Linked DNA regions of Mus musculus: all the other regions are linked to region 4. Evidence: chromatin contacts called from public HiChIP or PLAC-seq data. All regions are on one chromosome and are shown on one strand. The core of a region is the stretch at or near the end of the contact, and the rest is flanking DNA. Distances in the headings are between cores, read along the strand shown.

The links. HiChIP or PLAC-seq counts read pairs in DNA pulled down with a chosen protein or histone mark.
Region 1: a contact with region 4 is called in a FOXA1 HiChIP or PLAC-seq map of pancreatic cancer cells. The contact joins two enhancer-like sites. A contact is called at or near these places in 14 of 484 Hi-C or Micro-C datasets (the C2C12 cell line, Th1 cells, Th2 cells and 10 more) and 3 of 115 datasets of contacts at active chromatin or transcription factors (embryonic basal ganglia, pancreatic cancer cells and stem cell-derived neural progenitor cells).
Region 2: a contact with region 4 is called in a FOXA1 HiChIP or PLAC-seq map of pancreatic cancer cells. The contact joins two enhancer-like sites. A contact is called at or near these places in 1 of 115 datasets of contacts at active chromatin or transcription factors (pancreatic cancer cells) and 1 of 9 other capture datasets (embryonic stem cells).
Region 3: a contact with region 4 is called in a FOXA1 HiChIP or PLAC-seq map of pancreatic cancer cells. The contact joins two enhancer-like sites.

Annotation. Positions count from the first base shown.
Region 1 is chr1:88,762,466-88,765,378 of GRCm38.p6, reverse strand. No RefSeq gene overlaps it. Among named protein-coding and RNA genes, the nearest start is that of Platr5, 9.0 kb to the right of the region's middle. Within about 2 kb of position 1,353, at least 19 of the 459 cell types and tissues checked have an H3K27ac peak or open chromatin away from gene starts, as enhancers often do. A contact at or near this core is called in myocytes and pancreatic cancer cells, where this site is marked.
Region 2 is chr1:88,542,161-88,545,105 of GRCm38.p6, reverse strand. No RefSeq gene overlaps it. Among named protein-coding and RNA genes, the nearest start is that of Gm19589, 7.9 kb to the left of the region's middle. Within about 2 kb of position 1,640, at least 20 of the 459 cell types and tissues checked have an H3K27ac peak or open chromatin away from gene starts, as enhancers often do. A contact at or near this core is called in pancreatic cancer cells, where this site is marked.
Region 3 is chr1:90,224,368-90,227,067 of GRCm38.p6, reverse strand. No RefSeq gene overlaps it. Among named protein-coding and RNA genes, the nearest start is that of Gm34930, 22 kb to the left of the region's middle. Within about 2 kb of position 1,262, at least 98 of the 459 cell types and tissues checked have an H3K27ac peak or open chromatin away from gene starts, as enhancers often do. A contact at or near this core is called in pancreatic cancer cells, where this site is marked.
Region 4 is chr1:89,522,019-89,524,718 of GRCm38.p6, reverse strand. The region is part of intron 1 of Agap1 (ArfGAP with GTPase domain, ankyrin repeat and PH domain 1); the gene reads right to left. Among named protein-coding and RNA genes, the nearest start is that of Gm41914, 58 kb to the left of the region's middle. Within about 2 kb of position 1,313, at least 28 of the 459 cell types and tissues checked have an H3K27ac peak or open chromatin away from gene starts, as enhancers often do. A contact at or near this core is called in myocytes and pancreatic cancer cells, where this site is marked.

The sequences.
Region 1 (2,913 bases), core at 104-2,603, 760 kb after region 4:
CTGATCCTGCAAAACCTACCGCCAAACCTTGGGCATACTGAACTTCAAAAGGCAGAATTTCAACGTCCTAGTCAACAGCAGTGGAAGGAGGTCCAATTGAAGTAAACCCAACATGTCTTGAATGCTTGACAGGACACTTGGCTTTGGGGCTTTTGAACTTTCTGAGCCTGGGTTGATGATCTGAAGCTGCATCAATACTCTGCTTTCTGTGAATCTATTCAGTGACCCACACTATGGCATGCACACCTCTTCCCAACATCTCTTCCCAAGGAAGAGAAGTCTTGCATGACACAAGAAATGAAAACAAAAGCGGCATATAACAGTGTAGCAATATAGCAATGTAGCAATATAGCAATGTAGCAATATAGCAATGCACCAATATATCAAAGTAACAATACACTTAACCTCTAGTGATCCTAAGGAGTGGGTACTGTGATCTCCATGCATACTGAAGACTCTAACATGAAGTGCTGTGTCTGGTCATAGCTGTGCACACCCTCCTGTGACCCTGAATCTCATCTCCATGAGATTCCCAACTACTGTATCATGGTCACTGTGAGAGATGGAGGCAGTGGTAATGATGACCCTCTGATGTCTGGGTCACTCCTGTCTAGACTTCTGAGTCCCTGGTAAGTTATGAAGGTCATTTCCCCCTCATCTTTGCCATCATTTCAGCTGGTGGCCTCCATGCATGGAGCACCTGCCAGTGACACTCACCAGCCTGGCAAAAGTTCTCCTATGACTTCAGCAAGCAGGACACGGGAGCACACTCTAAGTCATATTGATACTTTACAAATATATGTCCACCTGATTGTCACTGATTTTTTTTAAGAATAGTTAATTATTTTTCCATCATGAATGTCATAGAGAATCAATATGAAAAATCAATAATAAAAAACTAATCCCTAATAGCCCCACCGAGCAAAGCTCATCTTGGCTAAAGTTCATCGACTTTGTAGAGTTATTTTGTTGTTTTATTTTGGTGATACTATGGCTGGACTCCAGAGCCTCAAACATGCCAGGCAAGTGTTCTACTCCTCTATTATATGGGTAGAATATATTTTAGTGTGAGTTTTGGTGACTTTATTTTTGCCTGTGTTTACACTACAAGAAATGTAGAACAGTATTCAGGAGACCCACGTCTGGGGCCAGGCAGCCTGGGTATAACAGTCAATAGGCTCAGCCATTCTGACTCAGTCTCTAAACATCTGTGATGGTTATTAATTATTAATTTGACTGGATCTAGAATCATCACAGAAACAAGCCACTCCCAGTCTGCGGTCTGCATACTGGGCACTGTCTGAGGGGATCTTTGGGGCTCTGGCCTGGCCAGAATAGCCAAACAGTTGTGGCTCTCTGAGGGGACGAAGAGCCACAGCAAGGAGGGCTGCCAGGCCTTTTCTGCAGCTGCCCCAGAGTTGGCTGCTGCACCTGCCCTGGAGTCAATGACAGGCAACAGCATGCAACAGGAAAGCAGTGGGCGGGGCTGGGAGCCAGGGTTGGGCGGGGCCACTGAGCAATGGGAAGTGACTACCTTAGGCTCAGGGAGCTTCCAGCAATGAAAGTTTCAGGAGAGAATTCTCTTCCTCAACGTGTTAGGACAGTCTTTGATGAAATAACTTGTGCACTTTATTCCTTGTGGATAGGGTCTTATATTCATTTGGTGATAGGCTGAGGTCTAAAAGCAGATGCTTTCTATTGGCTTGTTCTGAGATGTTAGGGATGCCTCATCTGCATGTGGGGGGATTCGGGTGTTGCACCTATGTGACTGATTGTCACAGTCCTCTCCATGGGGTGTCGTGGTCATGTGTTGCAGGACAGGAACCTGGTAGGAGTAGATTAAACCCCTATCATTCTCAGAAGTGAGAATTATCAGGGTTTCTGAATCCACTCAACCTCACCAAGTTTTCTGTCTAGTGGCAGAGGCCACTGCCCCGCCAGCCCCTAGCCATGTTTGTGAGGGAGTCTCCAGACTGGATTAACTGAGCTGGGAATGCCTCTCCTAAATGTAGCATTGCGCTCTAGGTTTGGATTCTGAACTATGCATGAATAGGTGAGCAAGCTGAGCTGTGGGCATGCATCTCTTTGTGATTCTCTCTGCTCTTGACTATGTATGTGCCGTGACTCCCTCTTCCAAGTTCCTGCCTTGACTTCCCTGCTATGTAACCTGGAACTGTAAGCCAAATAACCTCTTTCCACCTTAAACTTGTTTTAGGCAGACTTACTTTATCATAGCAACGGAAAAGACAAGTCATCTCTCCCTCTGGCGCTGGTGATCCAATGCAGGTTGTCAGGCTTGGCCACAGGTGTCTTTTCTCCCAGAGACATCTCCCCAGCCCTCTTTGTCAGGCATCCAATTGTCATAACAAGTAATTGAAACCATTCTGAAACAATTGGCTTCTTAGTCAGTAATGTGGAGATAAAATTGTCTTAAAACTAAAACATGAATGGAATTCCCAAAGGATCAACAGTGGGATGAAAAAATACACACACACACACACACACACACACACACACACACACATATACATACACACAAACACATATACACACACATACACACACATGCACACATACACACATACATATATACACATACATACACACATATACATACACACAAATACATATACATATACATACACACATACACACACAAACACATATACATACATACACACACATATACACACATTGCATTTAACATCTAATACAGGTGTTTTTAATCCCAATGAATATAATAGATCCTATTTTTTAAAATTTACCCTTTCTGTCTTTTCTTATCATTATTACATAAGAAATTTTAAAATCATATGACATGCTGGCAGTAGTATTTTATTGAGTATAGGGGTAACACACACACACCTCTTACTCATTTAACACTAATTATGTATCTATTGTAGGCTATGCACT
Region 2 (2,945 bases), core at 391-2,890, 980 kb after region 4:
TCTGCTGTATCCAAACATCCTTTCACCTGTCTGCTTCAGGAAAACATTCTTTCATGTGTCTGCTTTAGCAAGACATCCTTTCACCAGTGTGCCCCAGCAAAACATCATTTGGCATAACTAACTTTCCAAAGAACTAGAATTTCCACTTCAGGTAAGTGTCAGACTTGGTGAACAGGGCTGTGAGGAGAGATGCCACTAGACTGTGTGGGTCTAGTGTAGGGTCATGGTCCTGACCATTCTATACAATATAGACATGGCAACCACTCTGCTGGGGACTTGGGAATGGACTGGTGTTCTAAGGTGGCTAGAAGCTGACACACTGCCGCTCAGGTTAGGTTAAGAAGGATCTGGCCTATCAGGGAGTGGAGGAAATCATAAAGTAAGGGGTGGCATGAGGAATGGGCTCTCCTAAAATACTATGCCTTTATTTTTTTAAAAACACATTGAGTCCAATTAGTGCTGTCTACATTTTCTTGGGTAGATGTCTATTCACTGGAGTGTGGTTGACCTACTATGGGACACACCTTTTCAAAAACTAATTTTCTATTTCCAGGAAGCTGTCAATTACCAATAACTCCCTAGCCAGGGGTGGGGCTTAAGTCATCATACAGGTACATGCTCATGTTGTTTGGTGTAGGGGACATGGTCATGATGCATTAAACATGGTTGTTTTGTTTGGGGCACAGGTGTGGGGTGTAGAATATAATTAGATGTGGTCATGATATATAGGGCATGGTTGTGGTGTATGGGGTATGGCCATAGTGTTTGGAGCATAGTTATGGTATATGGGACATGGTTCTCTGTGCATCACCCATAGTAAGTGAGCCAGTAGAGCTTTTAAAAGCTCCACTGGGGACACTGAGATGGCTGAAGGCACTTGCCACCAAGCCTGATGACTTGAGTTCAATCCCTGTGTCACAAGTGGAGGAAGAAGAAAATTGACTCCCACACCCATGCTGCAGATTGATTGTGAACACAGAGGGGGTGGGGGAGGGGAGGGAAGGGGGAAGGGAGGGAGAGAGGGAGGGAGGAGGAAAAGGAGAGATGTAAAAAACCAATCCCTCAACTGGAATGAAATTTGCCTTTATGTAGTATTCTGCAAAGATCCTCATTCACTTCCCGGGTGAGAGCCATGATTCTAGGGACACCCCCCCCCCCGGGTATCAGGGCCACACCACCACCACCTATGTGTCTCATTTTCCCACTAAGACTAGTCCCCATGCACTTCAGTGCCGGTTAACAAAAGCATCTCAAGTGAGTGGCTCTTTTGGAAGTGAAATTTCCTGCCACCCCCTCTCTTCCCTTGGCTGTGAACCACAGCTTTCCTAACATGTAACTGTGTTTTCTGTTTGACTATTCAGAAACCAGGCCCAGTTACTATCAGCTACGAATGGCAAGCTGAAACATGTGCTGGTGACTAGATTTTCACCTCATTGTCACATTTCTACAATCAAAAAAATTCTGGGGACATCTCCCAGGAAATTGATTTGTGTCTTTGGAAAACAGCCATACAGACATTAAGGGGTCCATCCCCATTTACTGCAGGCTTTCCTGCACCCTTCCTTTTCCCTCACACCATCTCATATCCTGTGAGTCACAGAAACTAGTCTCCCAGGCAGGAAGACTCCCACAGAGAACACTGTGTGGCCAGTGCCAGGTATTCTTGTCAGGAGATGGCTCTCGTACATGCCCTTGCAACGTGCTGCAGCAAGCCAAGGGGAAATGTCATCTTCTAATCTCTTGACTTAGAGAAGTCTTATGTATTTGAAGGCTTAAGTCCCAGAAGGCCTCAGAAATGCCATCTCTGGGTTTAAGCTCCCTGCAGAATGAGGGACAGCTTTCCCATCATCCTCTTAGCTGATGGTCGTGAACAGCAGTATAGCTGGAGGGAAGCTGACCTCTCTGGCCTTTCTCATCCTCCATAGGGTGTAAGAATACTTTTCTACCTTTACCATGTTCCATGCAGAGGAGGCTGATGTGTGTTCAGAAGCCGGCAAAGTTGATGAGCACAAAGGTAGGTTGCTCGGTAGTTGAATGGTGACTGGAAATGACATTCTTCCAAGACCACCATACCTTTGCATCTCTACTTGCACTTAGCTGTGATTCTCTTTCTCTCTCTCTCTGTCTCTCTGTCTCTGTTTTTTTGTCTCTCTGTCTCTGGCTCTCTCTGTGTGTATCTCTCCTCTCTCTGGCTAGTGAGATGGCTCAGTTAGTAAAGTGTCTGCCACACCAGCATAAGGACCTGAGTTGTATCCACAGCACACGTGTAAAGCCCTTGACATGATGGCACGCATGGAAGAAAAGGTGTGAAGAGAGGAGGGGCCCTGGAGATTGCAGGCAGACAGTCTAGCTGCATTGGTAAGCTCCAGGTTCCAGGAGAGACCTTGTCTCTCTAAGGTGAGAATGATAGAAGGCACACACACACAAACACAAACACACAGAGAGAATGTAAGTTTTCTAAGAGCAGAGATATCATCTCCTTCAGCCAGGTCCCAGAATTGTGCCTGGAACATGAGAAGGGCTCAGTGTACACATGTTGGCTGTGTACAGTTTTAATTTATTTAAATTAATACTGAATCTTAATGTATTCTAACCAATATGGAAATATTCTGAGTTCAGAAATACTAGGGTGAACTAAAATATTATATTTTGGTTGCCTCCCTCACTCTGATTCCCACACTTCCCCAACGATGATAAAATAATGATTTTTTTTTAAATGACATCATACTATTGCCTCTGCTCTTAAGGTTGGGTTGTCTCATTCACTCACGTGAGTCTCTACGAGCACCAGCACTGTTCTCATCTGCATCTTCATAGACAAGGAGCCCAAGATTCCCAGGTAAAGGAGTTTCTCCCAGGCTCTCCCTCTTCTCGGGTGATGAACGGTGATTTGAACAGTTCCTGCTGACTATAGAGTCTACATCTGTTCCTGGGACCCTTTGGTG
Region 3 (2,700 bases), core at 13-2,512, 700 kb before region 4:
TGTGTGTGTGTGTACGTGCTTTTGTGTCTCTCTGTGTGTACATACATGTATGTGCATGAGTGCTAGCATGTATATATGTGTGCATTCGAGTATGAGAATGTGTATGAGTGTAAATGTGTTCCTGCATGTGTGTGAGCATGCCAGTGTGAGTGTGTGTGCATGTGTATATGTGTATATATGTCTGAGGTGTGTGTGTATGTGAGTATGTGTGTATGTGTGTATGTGAGTATGTGTGCGTGCACACACACTTGCCCATGTGTAGGTCAGAGATTTATGTCAGGTGTCTTAGGTGTTTTCTTCAATCCATTTTCACTTTTTTTTTAAACACGGGCACTCTCCCTGAACCTGGAACTCACATATTGGCTAAACTGGCTGCCTCCCAGCACTGGGATGACAGACTCACTCCTCCTCTTCCTCCTCTTCTTCCTCCTCTTCCTCCTCTTCCTCCTCTTCCTCCTTCTCTTGTTTGATGTTGTTGTTAATGTGGGTACTGGACATGGAGAATGGAGACTCGGGCCTTTGAGTTTGACCTTACCAACTGAGCCATCTCCCTTTGCCCCTTAACCTGAATTGTATCCAGTCCCTGGAAAATTTTGAGAGAATATGAACAGTGGGGCCCACCCTGTAGCCCCTAAAACAAAGCCCCATGGGAGCAGCCCCAGAAACCCATGGTGTTTTGGAATCTTCCAGTTAAGTCTCCCCGCTGGAATGCGTGAATTCAGAGTTACCACTGACGGTTGGAAGGATCCTTCAGGACTTCTCAGATCCTGGGATGCATTGTGAATTTCCCACAATGCAATGCAGGGTTTCTCAACCATATCTGACTTCCAAGCATGCTTTTCCAAGCAAGGGGCAGGGGTCACTTAGAGGCAACCTCTGCTGAAGTACCTCACCTCAGGAGCCATCCCAACACTCTTGCTGGCCAGACTTAATGAAGTCACTCACGGCTAGTTTGTCTCAATGGTATCTCACAGTCTGATGGTTGAGAAATGAGAGCCGGGACCTGGCTTTCAGGTTTGGCCACAAAGGCAGGCGATGACTTAGCTGATCTCAAACGTGATTTATCTTTCCCCACCCAGACTCTCACCAGGAAGATGAATGCCTGGGGTCCACACAGTAAGACTAGCTGGGGCAAAGAAGAAGTGATGAATTGATTAAGTCGGTTTAGAGGCAGGCCACCAGCAACCACACCTAATTACTCAGTCAGCACTCAGGGCCTGAGCATGAATTCCACACCAGTGACTCACTGGTCTTCCTTCCACAGGCTGCCGGACATGTTTCCTCCTTGAACACTTTGGGCGAGCTTGAGGAGCCCTGGCCTCTGCTAGCACTGTAGCCCATGGGCATCACCCAGGCAAGATGCCAGCCCTGACGATAGAGAGGAAGTATCTGGGGACCCAAGACTGTTCTCATAGAACATGGGATAATTTAAAGTTCGGCCTCTGCTTGTGTCAAGTATTAGGACTGACAACAAAGAGGAAAGAGAGAAATGTTAGACACCAGAGAGAGGGGAGGAGAAGTGGCCCCTGACTGCCTGTCTGTTGGGAGGGGTTGTGTGAGGTCCAGAGAAGGGGTTGGCTGTCTCAAGGTCCAGGCAAGAGAAGAATTCCTGATAATCACTCAGGAAAGAGAATATGGTGCAGGGTGGGGATAGGGAGGTGTGTGTGGGGGGTGGGGGAGGGGGACCTTCCTAAGGGTATCAGGGGTCTTGGAAAGCCATCAAAAGGAAGCCCAGAGCTCAGCTTCAGGGAAGCAGCAGCTGCCTCCAATGTTGGTGTATCTCAGCTAGGGAAGGACCCAAAGCTAAGTAGCCAAAAGGAGCTACAAGCAGGCACTGCCATGGGAACTGGGGCTACAGAGATGAGATGAGCCTGCCAGAGACACTGAACACAGTAGAGAGGGAAGAGGACCTCTCAGGCTGTGACAAAAGAAAAAAAGAAAAAGAAAAAGAAAAAGAAAAAAACCCAAAAAAAACTACAAAGTATAGTGGTAGAAGGCAGTGGCTGAAGTCACTCCTTCCACCTAAGGCACAGAAGAGGAGGATGGGAAAATGTCTGAGAGCACCAGGAAAGAAAGGCTAAATAGTCCCTCAACAGAAATGGAGGGCAAGGGGCTCCGGGAACCACAGTCACACCCAGATCAGGCAGCCTACTCAGGGATGCAGCCAGCATCCTCAGCAAACAAAAGAACCACCTCCAAGTTAGGGTTGGTTTGCCTCAGCACTGTGGACATTTAGGACTGGATCATAGACTACCGCAAGCACCACCCTGGGTACTACAGGATGTCTAGACACATCCCTGACCTCTGGCTACTGGATATTAGTTAGCAGCAGCATCCAAGTATAACACCCAAGCTATCTCCAGACCTTGTCAAGGATTCCCTGGGAGCAGAACCACGCCCTGTTGAGAACCACTACTCTGACTCATGGCAGGGGGAGATCACATGGGTCTTCCATCTCAGGTAAGCTCATCTGAAGAAATTGCACATGCAAATCGGTGGATGGTAGAGTAAGAAGGACCCTTTTTGTCAGCAGGACACTGCAGTACAGCAGTAGCTGGATCCACTGTGGCATGGCTAAGCTCAGAGGCAGCCCATTTCCTATGACCAGTGAAGCATAGGGCGTAGCCATGTATTTCCAGGGAAGTGATGCTTCCTTCTGCCGTATGTTTCACAAGGTACAGAAGGGAAAAGCAAGCAGAG
Region 4 (2,700 bases), core at 64-2,563:
ATTCTTGGGAAAGAAAGGAAGATCACAGAAAGAGATCACCTATGGTGTGTATGTATGAAACAACTGATCCCCTTCCTGCTAAGTATACATCCGCAATGCAAAGTCTGGCATGGCCAGCAGGGGGCAGTATAGGCGAGCAAGAAGCTAAGTCTAAGATCCCACTATCCACTTAGATTACTCACTTCCTTCCCTTCCTGCTGCTTCAATCGCCTTGTTTGCTGAGCATGAGTCTACAATTACCGCAGAACAAAAAATTTAACCTATGTGTACTCTTAAAATTCCCCTAAGAATGTGCCTCATCTCTTTTTTTATACTACCTGAATAAACAAGTCTGAAAGCCTAAAAGCCAAAAATTCACAGTATATGCACTTAAATGTATGTCTGTTTGCATGGTGATGATGTGTTTATGCTACAGTCAGCAAACACAGCTTGCTTAATGAGGCAAAAATCTTTGTCAGTTTTATAAAGCAAAGTTCATGAGAAATATTTAATATGTAAATAAAGCAGTAAAATGTGATCGAAAAACAAAAACAAACAAACAAACAATAACACACCTCACTAATACCACTACAACTCATCGTAAGACTTTAAGCCATTGTTTATTAAGTTAGACTCTCAGGCCTGTGGAGGTCATCAGCAGCCCACCTCTGAGAAGAGTGGATTATCCCACCCATTTCAATGACTCCCTTCACCACAAACCCAGAGGGGTCAGGAAAAGCTGGCTGTGTGCATTCCAGCATGCAAGCCTGCAAAAGTTCTGCCATCCACTGCAGGGTGAGGCACTCAGCTAGCATGCAGGACTGAAGCTGTAGCCCATAGCTTGCCAGCCACCTCAGAGCTGGGCAGGTAAACAAGGGGCTAACAGCTAGAGATGGCTGACTCTAGATGCTCAGTGACCCTCAAAGATAAAAAAGCGGCTGACTCCCACTCCACTGTTCAAAGCCCCTTTCCTCTGACCACAACTGACAGCAGTCAGAAGACAAAACTGCCTCTCTAGGGCTCGGAAGCCTCTGCCCACCCTGTGTCTATTCCCAATTGTCTTCAGCCTGGTGAGGGAAGGCGCTGCCTCCCCAGCCATCACAGCCCCAAGCACCGTCAGGGCCAAGGCCAGGCTTCTGCTCCCACAGAGACCATGGCCACTCCTCCCAGGGAAAGGAGGCTTGGAAAGCCAAGGTAAAGAACTTCAGTAGAAGAGGAGCGGACGATGGACCACTGGGAAATACCAACTGCCGAGGGGCCAGCTATACTCTGGAGTGAGCCAGGAAAACACGCCGCCTACGAGCTGTCTCCACTGGAAGAGTCTTTAAACATCCCCTCAGCAACAAGTTTCCCCAGCACTGTGCAGCAGGGCACTGCAGTCTCTGCAGTCAGCCTGTGGCGGTGGGCTGGCATCTGTGGCAAGATGGATCTGTAGCTCAGGCTGGCAATCTCGAATTGAGATAGCCGTAAGAGGAAGTTAAAGCAAACACTGGTGACAACCTGTGGGCTAAAGGAAATGCAGAGACTGGCCAAACAAGAGAATTCCAGAGCCCCACATCAGTGAACATAGCTTCCTGGTGGTGTGGCCTTTGGAGGGTCTACAAAAATCCAATGACCATTTTGTACCTAGATCTTGCTATGCGGAGAGGCCATTGGTCAGAGACACCAGTGCCTCATCATGGAGAATGAAAGGAAGCCTGAGAGGGACTAAAGACCACACAGAGACAGGTATGAGGGGTGGAGCCCCAGTGTTCTCTTTTTCCAGGGCACCTTCCCTGAAGTTCTCATTAAACATCAGCAGAACTAAACTGTGCATAGAAAATTACTGTTCCTCCTCCATCAAATGGCTCTACTTCCATTCCTGAGACCCACAGGAAAGGAGTCACAGCAGCCAGACCTCATTCTACCCCACCCACCACACCCCAGCATGCTTCACAGAGACCCTCAAGCTGCTGGCTGCAGTAACAAACCCCAGCTACAAAGCTGCTCTTCGGTAAAATAGATTGTTACAGGGCCATTGTGGGAACTCTCTCCGAGGAGACACAGAGCATCGTCTTCAACCCCCTCTCCCTTACAGGGTACCAACAACAAAACCACACAGTAAGATTCCACTGTAGCCCAACGGGAACTAAGGGAAGCACGGGAGAGGGGTTATCTCCAGGAGCAGCTGCCACTAGGAAGCCTCGGCCCCAGCATGGATGACAGCTTCCCCATAGCTGTATAGGAGTCCTACTCGCAGTTAACATTCCACCGTCTACAGTACTTCACCCAGACCACGTGCAATTTAGCCAGAATTAACATATAACTGGCCAGTAAGTGCAAAAGAGTGTGACTGAGCTCAGCCGAGGGTCCAATGAGCCTCCCTACACCTCTCCTACTCTGAGGGAACGCCGCCTGTCAAGGAGTCATGGCTTGAGAGTCTCTCGCACGTAGCCACGGCTGTTCCCGTGACACCCACACTGTGCTCAGAGGACAGCGCTCCACGGCAAGGACTGAAAACAAAAGGGTGTGTTTCGCCCTTTCAAGAAGGCCTAGCACACAGCAGGCACTGCACAGGCTGAGCTCGGAATCTCAACCCCATACCTGTTATTTTGACTTGGCAGAAGCGCAACTCAAGGACAGCTGTGTCTCTGGCTGCCTTTCACTCACCAGCTGTCTGGAGCTCAAGCAAGGATCTTTCACCCTTCCACTGGATTCTCCTTTTCCACCCAGGAGGCTTTG